Regions from separate parts of the Sus scrofa genome. Here regions 1, 2, 3 and 4 are each linked to region 5. Evidence: chromatin contacts called from public Hi-C and promoter capture Hi-C data. All regions are on one chromosome and are shown on one strand. Each heading gives the region's core, a stretch centred on a gene start, on an enhancer-like site or on the middle of the called end of the contact. The rest is flanking DNA. Distances are from core to core; before and after follow the strand shown. Region 1 overlaps C14H12orf49 (UPF0454 protein C12orf49 homolog). Region 2 overlaps C14H12orf49 (UPF0454 protein C12orf49 homolog). Region 3 overlaps C14H12orf49 (UPF0454 protein C12orf49 homolog). Region 4 overlaps MED13L (mediator of RNA polymerase II transcription subunit 13-like). Region 5 holds the start of MED13L (mediator of RNA polymerase II transcription subunit 13-like).

Evidence for each region. Promoter capture Hi-C pulls out the DNA fragments that hold promoters and counts their contacts. A called contact is a pair of places that touch in the nucleus more often than the background predicts.
Region 1: a promoter capture Hi-C map of liver shows a contact between it and region 5, with 4 times the contacts expected there. The contact joins the enhancer-like site here to the promoter of MED13L in region 5. A contact is called at or near these places in 4 of 5 promoter capture datasets (fetal liver, fetal skeletal muscle, liver and 1 more), 5 of 47 Hi-C or Micro-C datasets (embryonic fibroblasts, fibroblasts, heart right ventricle and 1 more) and 2 of 2 datasets of contacts at active chromatin or transcription factors (alveolar macrophages and skeletal muscle).
Region 2: a Hi-C map of embryonic fibroblasts shows a contact between it and region 5, with 3 times the contacts expected there. The contact joins the enhancer-like site here to the promoter of MED13L in region 5. A contact is called at or near these places in 2 of 5 promoter capture datasets (fetal liver and skeletal muscle), 7 of 47 Hi-C or Micro-C datasets (embryonic fibroblasts, fetal skeletal muscle, mesenteric adipose tissue and 2 more) and 2 of 2 datasets of contacts at active chromatin or transcription factors (alveolar macrophages and skeletal muscle).
Region 3: a contact with region 5 is called in a Hi-C map of skeletal muscle, with 6 times the contacts expected there. The contact joins the enhancer-like site here to the promoter of MED13L in region 5. A contact is called at or near these places in 4 of 5 promoter capture datasets (fetal liver, fetal skeletal muscle, liver and 1 more), 18 of 47 Hi-C or Micro-C datasets (adipocytes, alveolar macrophages, brain and 12 more) and 2 of 2 datasets of contacts at active chromatin or transcription factors (alveolar macrophages and skeletal muscle).
Region 4: a contact with region 5 is called in a Hi-C map of liver, with 2.5 times the contacts expected there. The contact joins the enhancer-like site here to the promoter of MED13L in region 5. A contact is called at or near these places in 2 of 5 promoter capture datasets (liver and skeletal muscle), 2 of 47 Hi-C or Micro-C datasets (epiblast stem cells and liver) and 1 of 2 datasets of contacts at active chromatin or transcription factors (alveolar macrophages).

What each region holds. Positions count from the first base shown.
Region 1 is chr14:35,865,835-35,868,534 of Sscrofa11.1, reverse strand. All of the region lies in intron 4 of C14H12orf49 (UPF0454 protein C12orf49 homolog), which reads right to left. Among named protein-coding and RNA genes, the nearest start is that of C14H12orf49, 160 kb to the right of the region's middle. Within about 2 kb of position 1,349, at least 19 of the 83 cell types and tissues checked have an H3K27ac peak or open chromatin away from gene starts, as enhancers often do. A contact at or near this core is called in alveolar macrophages, liver and skeletal muscle, where this site is marked.
Region 2 is chr14:35,913,193-35,915,892 of Sscrofa11.1, reverse strand. The region is part of intron 5 of C14H12orf49 (UPF0454 protein C12orf49 homolog); the gene reads right to left. Among named protein-coding and RNA genes, the nearest start is that of MED13L, 150 kb to the left of the region's middle. Within about 2 kb of position 1,307, at least 44 of the 83 cell types and tissues checked have an H3K27ac peak or open chromatin away from gene starts, as enhancers often do. A contact at or near this core is called in alveolar macrophages, embryonic fibroblasts, fetal skeletal muscle and 3 more, where this site is marked.
Region 3 is chr14:35,813,176-35,815,875 of Sscrofa11.1, reverse strand. All of the region lies in intron 4 of C14H12orf49 (UPF0454 protein C12orf49 homolog), which reads right to left. Among named protein-coding and RNA genes, the nearest start is that of C14H12orf49, 110 kb to the right of the region's middle. Within about 2 kb of position 1,380, at least 29 of the 83 cell types and tissues checked have an H3K27ac peak or open chromatin away from gene starts, as enhancers often do. A contact at or near this core is called in omental adipose tissue, retroperitoneal adipose tissue, skeletal muscle and 1 more, where this site is marked.
Region 4 is chr14:36,234,997-36,237,696 of Sscrofa11.1, reverse strand. The region is part of intron 3 of MED13L (mediator of RNA polymerase II transcription subunit 13-like); the gene reads right to left. Among named protein-coding and RNA genes, the nearest start is that of MED13L, 170 kb to the right of the region's middle. Within about 2 kb of position 1,351, at least 3 of the 83 cell types and tissues checked have an H3K27ac peak or open chromatin away from gene starts, as enhancers often do. A contact at or near this core is called in liver, where this site is marked.
Region 5 is chr14:36,060,553-36,063,252 of Sscrofa11.1, reverse strand. MED13L (mediator of RNA polymerase II transcription subunit 13-like) reads right to left here and starts at 1,419. Exons shown (of 31, transcript XM_021073127.1): 1 at 1,402-1,419. It overlaps C14H12orf49 (UPF0454 protein C12orf49 homolog), which reads right to left. Exons shown (of 6, transcript XM_013990355.2): 6 at 1,422-1,454. The coding sequence ends at 1,437.

The DNA.
Region 1 (2,700 bases), core at 100-2,599, 190 kb after region 5:
TTTTGGGCAATTTGGTGACGGCTAGGGACCCCTTTTTGGAATCAAGCTTTTACATGCATAAAATAAAGCACATAGGATTGCAAAGGAAACCAATTATACTGTAATACAGGTATCAAAATATGAAAACCCGAGTTTGTGAAATAGTACTATTTGAGCTTCTTTTATTATGTCGTAAGTATCAAGATCTAGCCACTGGGCTTTGTCCTACTGCAATTTTTAAGTTGTGAGGAGCACAAACAATATTTTGATATCTCTGCAAGGACTGTTAGTGATAGGAAAGTCTCTGCCATCTGCACGTGTCAGTTCCTGCTGAAGTCACAGGAACTGCTGATGCTACAGAGGTTTATCACCTGCATTCCTCAGAGAAGAAAATGCTGCCTTTCTACTAGAGGTGAGTGAAAGTAAACGTTATTTTTTTCCCCAGCTAAATTCATGGACCCCTAATTTCCATCTACACATCTGCAAGGGGTCTCAGGATGCCAGATTTTGGACCCTATTAATCAAGTGGCTTTTCCACACACTACTACTTTCCACAAGCATCCAGGGCTGCTAAGAACCTCAGTAACCCAGCTGGGAAGACACTGCCTGGGGTCGCTGTCCTATCTTGTTCTGTGATTGAGCACACACCTGTTCAGTTCTTCTACATCTCTGAGAGGACATGGTGATGACAGGTGGAGATGAAGCAATAAATAAAGGCAGGAGGGCAGGGTAGTCAAGAGCATGGCTGGGGTAGAAGCATCACAGGGGATTGGATGCACAGTCAGATGCTCCCACTCATTAGCTGTGTGTCTCTGGGCAGGTCAGTAAGGGACCAGGACCCAGCTCTCTCACCTGTGTGGTGAGGCTGAAGCATATGCCCTGGTGGGGTGGCTGTGAGGCCCCAGTGAGACAAAGGATGGAAAGTTCTGGTACAGCGCCAGTGCATGAAAAGCACTCCATAAAAGACAACTGTTTGAGAGCCACCTTGCACTTTCATTGTTTATCGAGTGCCTCTCTCCAAATCCTGTAGAGTACAACGGATAGTTTTTGAATCAGAATGTTCCAGATCACTGCTTCTCTCTGTCTCACCTGGAATCCCACTCTAGGAAGGGGCTATTCACGGCTGAGAGAGAAAGTTGCTCTCTTTCTCCCAGCCCAGTACGAGCTGATGAGTTAGGGAAGCGCACATTTAACATCGGTTCCATGGCTTTTCTTTCTTCTTTTTTTTAATTGTCCACCAAAGCTGAGTTGCTGAGTGAATCGTTAAGGGAGCGAATTCCAAGAGCGTGAGCTTCTCTTGTTTCCCAGGACAGGTTTGGGCCAAGACAAACCTCGGTGATGCCAACAGCAGTTGCTTAAACAGTGGAGCTCAGAGCTGGCTTCCCAGCCTGGCTTGCATGGCTCTGTTTGAACTTTCTCCTCTCTCCTTCCACCCAGTGATTAAAGGAACCACATGGAACTTTTTCCTTATGCCTCTTCCCCTTCCTTCCCCATGCACCCCTTTGGAAAGGCTCCGCAAATTCCCTGTTTCTCAAAGAGCCTGGAGCTGTGGCCTCTTGATTTATGTTCATTTGGCAACAGGAGGTTGCAATGGCCTGAGAAGCCTGAATAACTGGAAAAGGGAAATGGAGAAGGGTGGGGCTGATGGGAGGGCCTGACTGTGGCTTGAGCTTGGCCCTCCCCACTTCAGACCAGAGCCAAGGACCCTGGGACCAGTGGCCAAAGGAAAATCAAACCAAGTTGCTGGAGTTTGAAAAAGAAGTCAAAGTTGTCAAACTAACAAATCTGTTCTTTATGGACGCTTGGTGATTCCTGGTTTTCTCCTTCCAGATCCCTCCTGGCCATTTTGGGTTTAATAAATATGGGGAAAAAGGGGAAATTTTAATTGCTATGCTTTCATCTCACATATAAGGTTGTATCTGTTTCCCAAATTAGATCTTGTGTGACTTGAGGGTAGGGACTATTCTTCTTTTCTTCCTTTTTTTTTGCTTTTTAGGGCTGCACCCGCAGCAAATGAAGATTCCCAGGCTAGGGGTCAAATCGGAACTGTGGCTGCCTTCCTACGCCACAGCCACAGCAATGCCACATCCTAGCCACATCTGTGACCTACACCACAGGCTCATGGTATGCCAGATCCTTAACCCACTGAGTGAGGCCAGGGATCAAACCTGCATCCTCATGAATGCTACTCAGATTTGTTTCCGCTGAGCCACGACGGGAGCTCCCTCTTCTTTCCTTCTCTCCCAACCTCCTTCCCTTCCACAACTATCTATTGAGCACCTACTATGTGCCATCGTCATCTCTTCTCTACTCCCACCCTAACACTTAGCATATCTGTCTCCCATTAGGTGCCTAAGTGTTGGATGAATAGATGGACAGATGAAAGAACAGATGGAGGTTTAGGTGAGACTCCAGGAAGTAAGCCAGGGTCTTTGGTTCTTCTGGAAGGTTGTACATGTGATTAACATCTCAGAATTGGAATCCCTGGCAGCAAAGATGTAGGCTGGGACTGCAGCTGGGATTAAGGACATTTGGTTGCCAGTCCCAACTTGGCCACCACCTTGCTGTGAGCCTGGAACACTTTATTTAACTCTTTGGGCTGTAGTTGTCCTATCTGTAAAATGGAAGCAACCTCAAGACTTTAGAGTTCTATTCATCTTCAAAACCCTTTACCCCAAACCAATGAAATCAGATCCTTCCATAAAAGAATTGTGTGACTAC
Region 2 (2,700 bases), core at 58-2,557, 150 kb after region 5:
CATTCTTCTGGTCCTCATTTCCTGTTTGCTTCCTTCAGCACATTTAACCCAAGTTACAGTTTTAGGCATTCCTGTTAATATATTTGAGTACTTGTTGAATATTCCAGGTTTTCGGCAGTGGGGGGCGGGGGGGGGCAGCAGCACACATCAAGGTTTTCCATCCATCTATGTAACTCAGCTCTGTCAGTGTTTAGCACTTAGTAGGTGCTCAGTGCGTTTGGGATGAATGAATGAAAACCTTGTTCAGAGCAGCAAAGGAAGCCCAGGAAGCTGCTTTTTGGCAGGGAAAACATGCCGAACCAGAGGATCCTCCTGCAGGGAGCTGACTTCATCTGCCTTGTTTCCATCCCAAACTTGTCCAAGAGGCTACAGGGCTGCATGGAGGGTACTATGTGTACAACTATTTTTGCAGCTTTTCAGACTTGCGAACAAGCTGCCTTCCCAAGAAAACACATTACACAGTGCCTCCCCCCGCCCCGCCCCTCACAGGGCCAGTGTCCCAAAGATCAGCCCTTTGTTTATGATAATAAAGCAGGGGCCATGGCAACGCACTGTGATGTCATGGGAGTGTGAGGTCATAAATCCTTCCAGAGGAAGAATGGGACAGAGCGGACACAATGGACTCTGGCACCCCCCTTTTGCCCCCCCAGCCTGGCTGGGGCTGTTGCTGGATATGTTTTTCTAGTACCAAGTGGCTCATTTCTTTTTCTTTTTTTTCCTTTCCCCTCTCTTTTTTTCATTCCTCGGGGTGGGGGGAAGGAAAATTAAAATAAATAAATAAAAGTTTTAAAAGACTCTGAGTGGAAAGATTTGTCCCAGGAATTTCCTGTTGGCTAATGTCCAGTTAGCAGGGAATACCAGCAATAATGTGAACAATGCCCGCTCGTCCCAGACCTGCCACGGGAAAACGAGCCCGATTCTCCAGTTTTGTGGCAGAAATAAGGCAAAGCCCTTGGAGAGTTATGGGCTCGGGACCAAGGGGTTTGCAAGGAAATCTTTCCTCTTTTTCCTCCTTTGTCTTTCCTTACACTTAATCCTTCTCCTTCTCTCTCTCTCTCTCTCTCCATCTCCGTTTTTCTTTTCCTTCATCTCAATCCGTCCTGCCTTCTCTGAGACCAGTTCTCTGTTTCCCCTCGACTCTCAGGCTGTCTCCTGCCATCTCGGCCCCATCTCTTTCTCAGTCTGCGTTACTTTTCTTTCTCCTGCTGCGTCTGTCTGAATCTCCCCATCTCTGTCTTGGTCAGCCTCACTGTTCCTGACTCACTGTTGAGCGTGCTCTCTCTTGCTCACTTTCCTCCCGTACTTCCCCTGTGCTCATGTTACTATAACAAATCAACATTTCTGACTCAGAGGACTGAAGGGTAGGCCCGCTGCCCGGGCTTTGTGATCTGCAAGCTGAGCAGCCAGGGGGCCAGTTTTCCGGCTGGGGGCTCCAAGTGGCAAGAGGAGCAGGGACGCGGGACATCTGCACCCGCTCAAGGAACACTTTGGGCCTGGGATTTGGAAGCGGCACAGGCAGCTGCAGAGAAGGCAGCCCACCGTCTTCTGGGGCCTACAGACCTTTCTCTGATGCCCATTTGGTGGGGGAGGGCGGGCAGTGGGGAGGAGGAAACTTCTAGTATTTGGCCACGGCAGGTCCCTTGTCTTGCCCAGAGCCTCCTTCTGACAACCTATACGATGTGCTCCACCAGCCCCCATATTTAACCTAAATCCAGGTTTTTTGCCTTAAACTTATCAATGTTTGGGCTGGATTCTTCTTTGTGGCGGGGACTGTCCTGTGCACTGCAGGATGTTTAACAGCATCCCTGGGCTCTACCCACTAGATGCCCGTAGCATCCTCCTCCCAAATTATGACAACCACAAATGTCACCAGACATGGCCAAATGTCCCTTGTGGTGGGGGTAAATCACCCCTGTTTAAGACTGATGGCTCTAAGCCATCCTGCTCTTCTCCTTCTTCCCAAATTCCTCACTCCCATTTTTTCCCTTGCTAAAATCATCCAAGGCTCCCTGTTATTATTATTACTATTATTTTTTACTATGTATATCATAGTGCACATCCATCTGGAACTTTCTACGTGGCCAGGGACTGGGCTAAGTGCCTTGTATATATATGAAGTAATTTCCTAGTACCTATCTCCTAGGGCCGTGGTGAGATCCTCATGACAAAGCCACGCCCCTCACCCCAGAGCTAAGCCAGTAGGTATTGTTATTATTGCTGTTCTCTGTGGGTCTTAGTTTCCCTAAGCCTTTTCTTGCCTCTGTGCTTTTCACCTGCCTTCCCTCGGCTTGCTCTGACCCCATCCTCTCCCTCCACCTGCCTGGCACCTACCCCCTCTTCCCCAGGACCTGATTCTAATCTGAGCATCTTTGGGCTCCTCCACTGGAGGCTCCTCTCTCTTTTTAAGCAGTTCCCAGCTGAACAGCCCCAGGGGAAAGCTGGAAGCTGGGGTGGGGCGCAGGGGCGATGGCTGACTCATCCGTGTCCCAGCAGTAGATGGGTTTGGGGCTTGGTGACCACTGAAGTTTCTGATGAAAGTAGGCCAGGTACTTTGGGTGGGAGGCCTGTGACAGGGGCATAAAGAAGAGGAGGAGCCAGCCCGCCTCCAACTCCCCTCACCCGTTACGGTCCACATGGCCCAGCCACGCTGTCTTACTGGCTCCATGTGAACCAAGCCTGGCCCATCAGGGGAAGACCTGG
Region 3 (2,700 bases), core at 131-2,630, 250 kb after region 5:
AAACCTCACTAAAGGTCCCAAGAGTTGTTGTCCAGGACTCCCAAGCCCACCTTCTGGATCCCATCTCCAGATGCTACTTGTATGTCATTTGGGTGGCACTGGTCCCAGGAAGAACCACAGAGCTGAGCTAGGCTTAATCTCAGGATGAGGTACAAACATATGGCAGGTACTCCATAACTGCTTGCTAAAAGAATGAGTGAGCAATTGGATGGTTGGATGGATGGATGGACGGATGGAGGATGGGTAGATGGATGGATATATGCATAGGTAGATGGATGGATGAGTGGATAGATGGATGGATGGATAAGTGAATGGATAGATAGGTGGATACATGGTTAGGTAGATGGGAATTTTCTTTAGTATTTCATTCATTGATGGCTTGGGACTTAGTTCAAGTTCCACCAGGCTGTTAAAAAAGAATTTTCTTTCCTTTTCCAATGAAATGTTTCCATCCCCATATTGGCTAGGATAGCTCTCTCCTTTTTAAAAAGGCCACCTCCTTCCTCAAAAAACTAAACACAGAATTACCATATGACCCAGCATTCCCATCCAAAGGAAATAAAATCAGGATCTTGAGGAGACATGTGCACTTTCCTGATCACTGAAGCATTATTCACAATAGCCATAATATAGAGACAACCCAAGTGTCTACTGACATATGGACGGCTAAAGAAAATGTGGCATACACAATGGAATATTATTAGGCCATAAAAAGGAGATCTTGCCATTTGCAACAACAAGAACCTGGAAGACATTATGCTAACTGAAATAAAATGGACACAGAAATACAAATATTGCATGCACATTGCATTCACTTAAATGTGGAATCTGAAAAGGTGGATCTTGCAGAAACAGAGAGCAGAATTAGGATGGTGGTTGCCAGGGGCTGAGGAGTGCAAGAAATGGGGAGATGTTGGTCAAAGGGTACAAACTTTCATTTAGAAAATGAATAAGTTAGGGGACCTAGGCAATAATACTGCTAGTTAATAGTACTGTATTGCATATCTCAACTTTGCTAAAAAACATCTATCTTAAGTGTTTTCACCACATACACACAAAATCCTAACCATGAAAAATACAAATAAAAGGATCCACTTCCGATTGTTTCATTTGAGTCTTTTCTTTTATGCCTTAAAACAAGCCTGGCAGCACGGAGAACACAAGGAGATTATGAAGACAGGCTCTCCTTTAAAAATGACCATGATCTCACTCCTCCTCCCACCGCCGTGGAAACTGGAGCATGGCTCAAGGAGACCTGCTGTCACAGGATCCTGCTTATGGGCACAAAAGCCGGGAAATTTCAGAGCCAATCTGGGCCAGGGGAGGCTGGAGCTCTGAGCTCAAGAGCTGGGCTGGAATGATTCTTCCAGACTGCAGAGTCAGAGAGTGGACTGCCTGCCGGCCAGCCTGCCCAGCGGCAAACAGGAAATCCCAGAATTTATAGATGACCCCGTTACAAGGCAAATGTTTTGGAACAAATTGTTCTTCTTTTTAAATCCTTGTTTTCCACTAGTTTTTCTTTCTGGATTCCCCCTCTCCTTTCCACCTTCCCACTGTCCTTGTTAAACCGGGGCCACAGCGCCACCTGCTGTCCATCATGGGCAGCGGGACTAAGCTGGACTGGCCGTGGGTCCTGTCCCCAGCTCCTCTGCCCAACAATGGGTAGGAGAGTGGCTTTCTGGCTCCTGTCCTGCAAGTCTGTGCTTAAGGTCACGTACCAAGCCGCAGGAGAACTGCTCCTGGGGTTCTTATGTGACTTGAAGACTTGCCGCAAACCCTCCCCACCGCCTGTCCTCTGGGAGAGCCAAAACCGGCAGAAAAAGTGAGTCATGTGGCATCACCGTCCAAGGCCAGGTCTCCACTCCCCTCACACCAGCTGTGCCAGCTTTGGCCAATAACGTCAACCCAATGAGCCTCGATTTCTTCTGGACCCAACTGCGGCTACTTCACCAGGTGGTATGGAAAACATAGGTGCACACACCTGGCCCACAGAAGATGCTTCATCAAGAGCGGTCTCCTTCCTCTCCTATTTGGAGTGCTGCTCACTGGGAAGGAACAGCTTGGAGAGTCTGACATGCAGAAAACTGGCATGTTGCTCTCCTTACAGGAGTGAGAGCTCCCCACACCACAGCAATGCACATGACCAGCCTTGGCCAAGCCCCCACTTGTGAGCTGAGTGGCCCTGCAAGTCTCAGTGTCCTCCCCTGTATGCGACAGTAGTGCCCACACCACAAAGCTTTCTCTGAGCAATGAAGTGAAGGCACATCCAAAACTGAGTAGAGGGACCTTCAGGTAATAGAGTCCTCCACGACTCTGGCTATAATTGTTATTATGAGATGAACAGGGTGCCTAACAGATAGTAAGTGCAAACATCATGGGACATAAGGCAGAAGACCTTGATTAGTATGGTCCAGCCACCGACATGCCATGAGACACTCACCACCACAGTGCCTGATCCTCCTCACCTAGAAACCTTTCTTTATTGAGTAGGACCCTCTGCCTGGGACTTCGTTTTTTTCGTCTGTTAGATGGACATGCCATCCATCCTATCTATTGCTCAGAAATATAGAGGAGATCTGTCCAGGGGTGTGTGCGTGCATGGAATGTTTAAAGAGCTTAGGAAGGAAGGTAGGCTTTATTTTCATTTTGGGTGGCCCCATGTGCCTGGTGGCTTCACCTTCCTCCTCTAAGTGTCCCATG
Region 4 (2,700 bases), core at 102-2,601, 170 kb before region 5:
CCTGCATAGCACTCTAACATCTCTAATCATCACTTTCACCACTGAGTTGTAATGATTCATTTCTATGGCTCTTTTCTCCCAAGAAACTATGAGCGATTTGGGGGCAGACACAGTTATCTATCTTATTTATTAGCAATGTTCAACAAACATTAAGTGCCTATTATGTAATATACTTTATGTTCTGCTCGAAATTAGTAGATGCTCGATAAATAATCTGAGGAATGAAGGCTATACACCAGTGTTTTACTATCCACAGTGTAATACTGTTACTCTTTTTCTTTGTAACCACTAAACATGGGCAACCTCACACTGCTGAATATTCCTCACACTAGTATGTGTCCCTGCTAGTGAGACACTCAAAGTCTGAGATTCCAAAAATTACATATTTTGCTTCTTTATGGTTGATCACCATTCACTCTAGACTAAAATCATAGCAGATACTCAACATGCAGGAAATCACAAAGGTGCTAAAAATTGTTAAGGAGACTAGCACTACTATCCATATTTTCACTATACTTGAACAGAATTAATCTTTTTTTTTTTTTTTTTTGGTCATTTTAGGGCTGCACCTGCGGCATATGGAGGTTCTCAGGCTACGGGTTGAATTGGAGCTGCAGCCACTGGACTACACCACAGTCACCGCAATGCCAGATTCGAGCCATGTCTGCGACCTACACCACAGCTCACAGCATCTGGTGATCCTTAGCTCACTGATAGAGGCCAGGGATTGAACCCACATCCTCATGGTTGCCAGTCAGGTTTGTTAACCACTGAGCCACCATGGGAACTCCTAAGCAAATCTTTTAAAGAGAAATAATGTCACTAAGGTATTAAAAACTATAGAATATTGCAAATATAATTTTCCCTTTTACTCTATTAAATTTTATTATTTTTGAGGGACAAAGTTTGTATTTAACTTGACAAATACATAAAGCCAGAAAACATACCTCATCTGCAAAAATTTCTTCAAATCAACATCACAAATGATGCTAAGAATATATAGCAGTTAACCCCAGGTGTCCACTCAGTAACAACAGTCATTATTACTGAGGTTTTCAAAATCACCTTACCATTAAGATTTGACATTCTGTAAAGTAGTACAATATTATATTGAAATATCACAATGTGATTTCAGATTTATAAAATGTTCTTTATGCAATAGTTCTAAGAAAGCATTTCTCCTCAGAAATAGTTCCGAACCCCCTTCTACCTCCCCCAAAGTCACTGTTTGAAGAATAAAAGAAATAGCTGCTGAAAAATAAAGAAATCAGGTTGTGTATACACATGTTTCTGTGTCAATACTAGTAAATAATTAACTACAAGAACGACTGGATTTTCAAGCTGGCAAGCCACGATCTCTAATCCCCAAATTATGGGCAGATTTAATGTAAGACTATAAGAGCCATAGCAGCAAGCAGAGAATAAAAATCAGCAACCATTTCCCTGATGGGATAGTTGGAAGGTTAAGAAGGGAGCCACCGCTGGCTCTGGCTCCTTCTGTGCCCTTCAAATTATGTAGGTATGGCAGATTTTATAGATTAAAAAGGCCAGGAGTTCCCATTGTGGCTCAATGGTAATGAAGATGCAGGTTTGATCCCTGGCCTCGCTCAGTGGGTTAAGAATCTAGTGTTGCCCTGGGCTGTGGCATAGGTGGCAGATGAGATTCGCATCTGGTATTGATGTGGCTGTGGTGTAGGCTGACAGCTGCAGCTCCAATTCAACTCCTAGCCTGGGAACCTCCATATGCTTCAGGCATAGCCCTAAAAGACCAAAAAAAAAAAAAAAAGTCCAAGGACAGTATTCCTCTAATACCTTCTCAACTAAACCACACCTTAGTGTTAGCATCAACTTACAGAGCTGTTCAGACAGACTAAATTTTATGTAACTTCATACCAGAACATCCCCACCAGCATCCAAGTCTTTACCTCACCAAATCCAATCTACATCAAAATGTACACAAAAATGTGTCCCCCCAAGAAAATGCAGTACTCCCAATTCCCAACCAAATAAAAGAAACCCATATCATTTAAGGCTGAAGAAACCTTTTTCAATTGATCTAACTAAATAGACAATAATAATAAATTTAAGTTTTAAAATTTAAACTCTTAATCCTTTCCCAATCCTAGAAATATTAAATAAAGTGATTAATCTTAAGGTGAACATGTTTCTCTCTAGACATTTATAATTATATATATGCTTTCATTTACTTGTGTCTATAATGTTTGCAGAATCTGTTCCTTTTAATGCATATTCCCCTTAGGTCTAAAGGCTCATTTCCCTACTTCCTTTAAAGACCTGCACACTGTAGCAATTCAATAAAATGGGAATTTATCAATTACTCATTTCCTGCTCTTCTTATAACATTATTTACTCAATAACCCTCAATGTTGCAATTTTACATCACCATTTCTCCAACTAAGAGTACACTACCACCATGTTCTACTAAATATATTTATTATTTTGAAAACCTTGAACCACCACATCCAAGGACATTACTCATGTACCCTCTGAAAATCACCTTTATTGGATCACAATACCATAGGGCATTAAAAGCTACTAATTTACAAACATAATGTTTCTGTTACCATGATTAGAATTCAAATTTTCTCCATGTTATATTTTAACTGTACTTTTTCCAAATGAGTACCTTCACTCTAAGGATCAACTCTTGGCTAACTAAGAAGCTATGGGCCAAAAGCA
Region 5 (2,700 bases), core at 170-2,669:
GGCGAGCGGCCTCAGGCTGCTGTGCGCTGCCCCGCTTGGGCGCCGCGCCCCGCCCCCTCGGGTGCTAGGATCTTTACGCGGCGCTACCTCACCCCCGGAATGCCTGTGGCAGTGGCCGCGGAGAGCTGGGGCCCCTAACCTGTGCCTCTGACGGCCTGGGCGACTGGGTGGTGGGGCTCGCTGTTGGCCAGACAGCATGTCCACGTGTCTCAAGGTTTCACTCTGTCGTCCGTGTTTTGCAAATGAGAAAACTGAAGCACAAAGAGATTAAGTCACTTGCCCACAGCTGGGAAGAGGAGGAGATGGGATTCAAACCCCTGCACCCATGCACAGGGAAGCTAAGCTCTTGCACTAAGGTTTATTACCCTCGCCCAGGAGCGCTTACTGAATACCAGGCACTAAGAAATGCAGAAATGCCTTTTGAACCCTTACTCCTAGGCACTGTGAGCATGCGTTCATTCATTGCATAAATGCTTTCTAATCTCCTGCTTTGTGCCAGAAATTTTTTTTTTTTTTTTTTAACTCCCAGGCACTTTACTAGGGCTGTGTTGGGAGCAGACCTTCCCTCCAGCATTCAATCAGTAACCAACATTTCCAGTATGGGAGTACAGAGGAATGCCACCATAGGGAGGCTCTTTTCCAGCCCTCAAGGCTTGACCTCGATGCAAAGGAGGAGAGAAGATAACTTCTTCATTAACAAGCCCTCGAACGTGGAAGAGCCGTGTAGATTGGACTAAAAGAGAGGAAGAGTGGAAAACAGGAGAAAGATGGAGTGTAACAAAAGGAGAGAAGTGTTAGACATGTGAATTGAGCTTTAGGAACTACTACAAGTAACTGCTAAAGCAAAACCCATGAGCAGCATGTTATAATGTGTACTATCATGGCCAACACTATGTTATAACCCACTGACACTATGTTATAATGAGTGTGCCTACCTTATTTCACATAGTCCTCTGAACAACCACATAAAGAAGATACTGTTATTATCCTTAGACTCTAGGTCAAACCTCAGAAGCACAGTGATATCTCTAAGCTCTCCAGTTAGTGAATGGCTCAAACCCAGGTCTATCTGGCTCCAGAGCCCAAGCCTGTATCCACACGGTTCTGTGGGCAGATGCCTGTAGATTGCTTTGGCAACCCTAGTTGTATTACTTTGATCACCATAGTTTAACTCTCTGAGCCTCATTTCCCAACCTGTCCAAAAGGGGTCCCAGTTGCTGACCCACTGACCTCAGTCCACTGCACATTTCTATTAAGATACTGTTGGTGAAAACGTTTGGAAAAAAGAAATGTCAAAGCACTGTATCGACATGCATGGTGTTACTTGAGCCTGAGCAATCATTGTGATGGTCCATCATATCCAGACATATTTATATCCCAGGAGACCTTCATCCTACACACCTGGTCACCCAGTTCTCATTCTTCAGCAAATCTCTTTAGACTCCCAAAGCAACCTAAGAGGAAAATGAGAAAAGGACATTAATAGTTTAGAGAATAGGAAAGACACATGGCTTTTAAAAATATAAAAAAGATGCTCAGTCTCACTTGCTGCTATTGACAGAATGTATGTGTCCCTCTAAAATTCATATGTTGAAACTTTAATTCCCAGTGTGATGGTATTTGAAGATAGAACCTTGGCAAGTAATTAGGTCACAAGGGTGTAGCCCTCATGATTGGATTAGTGCATGGTGTAAGACAAAACGAAAAGACTTCAAGCCCTCAATTACTCTCTCTCTCCTTCTCTTCTACCCTCTCCCTTTCCCTCTCTCTTGCCACTCCCACCCAGCCCCCTTTGAAGACATAACCAGAGGAGGGTTCTTACCAGGAACTAAATTGGCTAGCACCTTGATTTTGGACTTCCCCACCTCCAGAACTGTGAGAAATAAATTTTCCTTGTTTAGCCACCCAGTCCATGGTAATTTGTTAGAGCAGCCCAACAAGCAGACTAAGACACTCATCATAAGAAAAACAGAAATTAAAATCATAATAAGTATTGACAATATTTTAAAAGCTTAAGCAACTGTGAAGGGAAGTAGAACTCTCACACACTGCCAGAGGGAATATAAATTAGCGCCACAGCTTTGGGCATCAATTTGGAAAACATCAGAATTTATAATGAGCATTCCCTTTGACCCAGCAATGTTACTTTTAGGAGTTTATCCCACAAAGATTCTTGCCCAGGTGTATAACATAGACATGCAGTGCAAAGATGTAAACTATAGTACTGTTTGTTGGACAAACACTGGAAGCAACTTACATGTCCATCATGCGGGGAGTAGTTAACAGTATAATCCAATGCAGCCATTAAAAATAATGAGTTTGCTCTATGTGTACTGACATAGAATAACCTCAAAAAGAAATTATTGATTGAGATATCCCTGGAAGGTTGCATGAAACAATGGTAACATCAGTTGCCTCTGGGGTTGGGGAGTCAAAGTGGGGAGAGAAGTTCCCGTCGTGGCTTAGTGGTTAACGAACCTGACTAGGAACCATGAGGTTGCAGGTTCGATCCCTGGCCTTGCTCAGTGGGTTAAGGATCTGGCGTTGCCGTGAGCTGTGGTCACAGATGTGGCTCAGAACCCGCGTTGCTGTGGCCGTGGCGTAGGCTGGCGGCTACAGCTCCAATTGGACCCCTAGCCTGGGAATCTCCACATGCTATGGGTGCGGCCCTAGGAAAGACTAAAAAAAAAGACAAAAAAA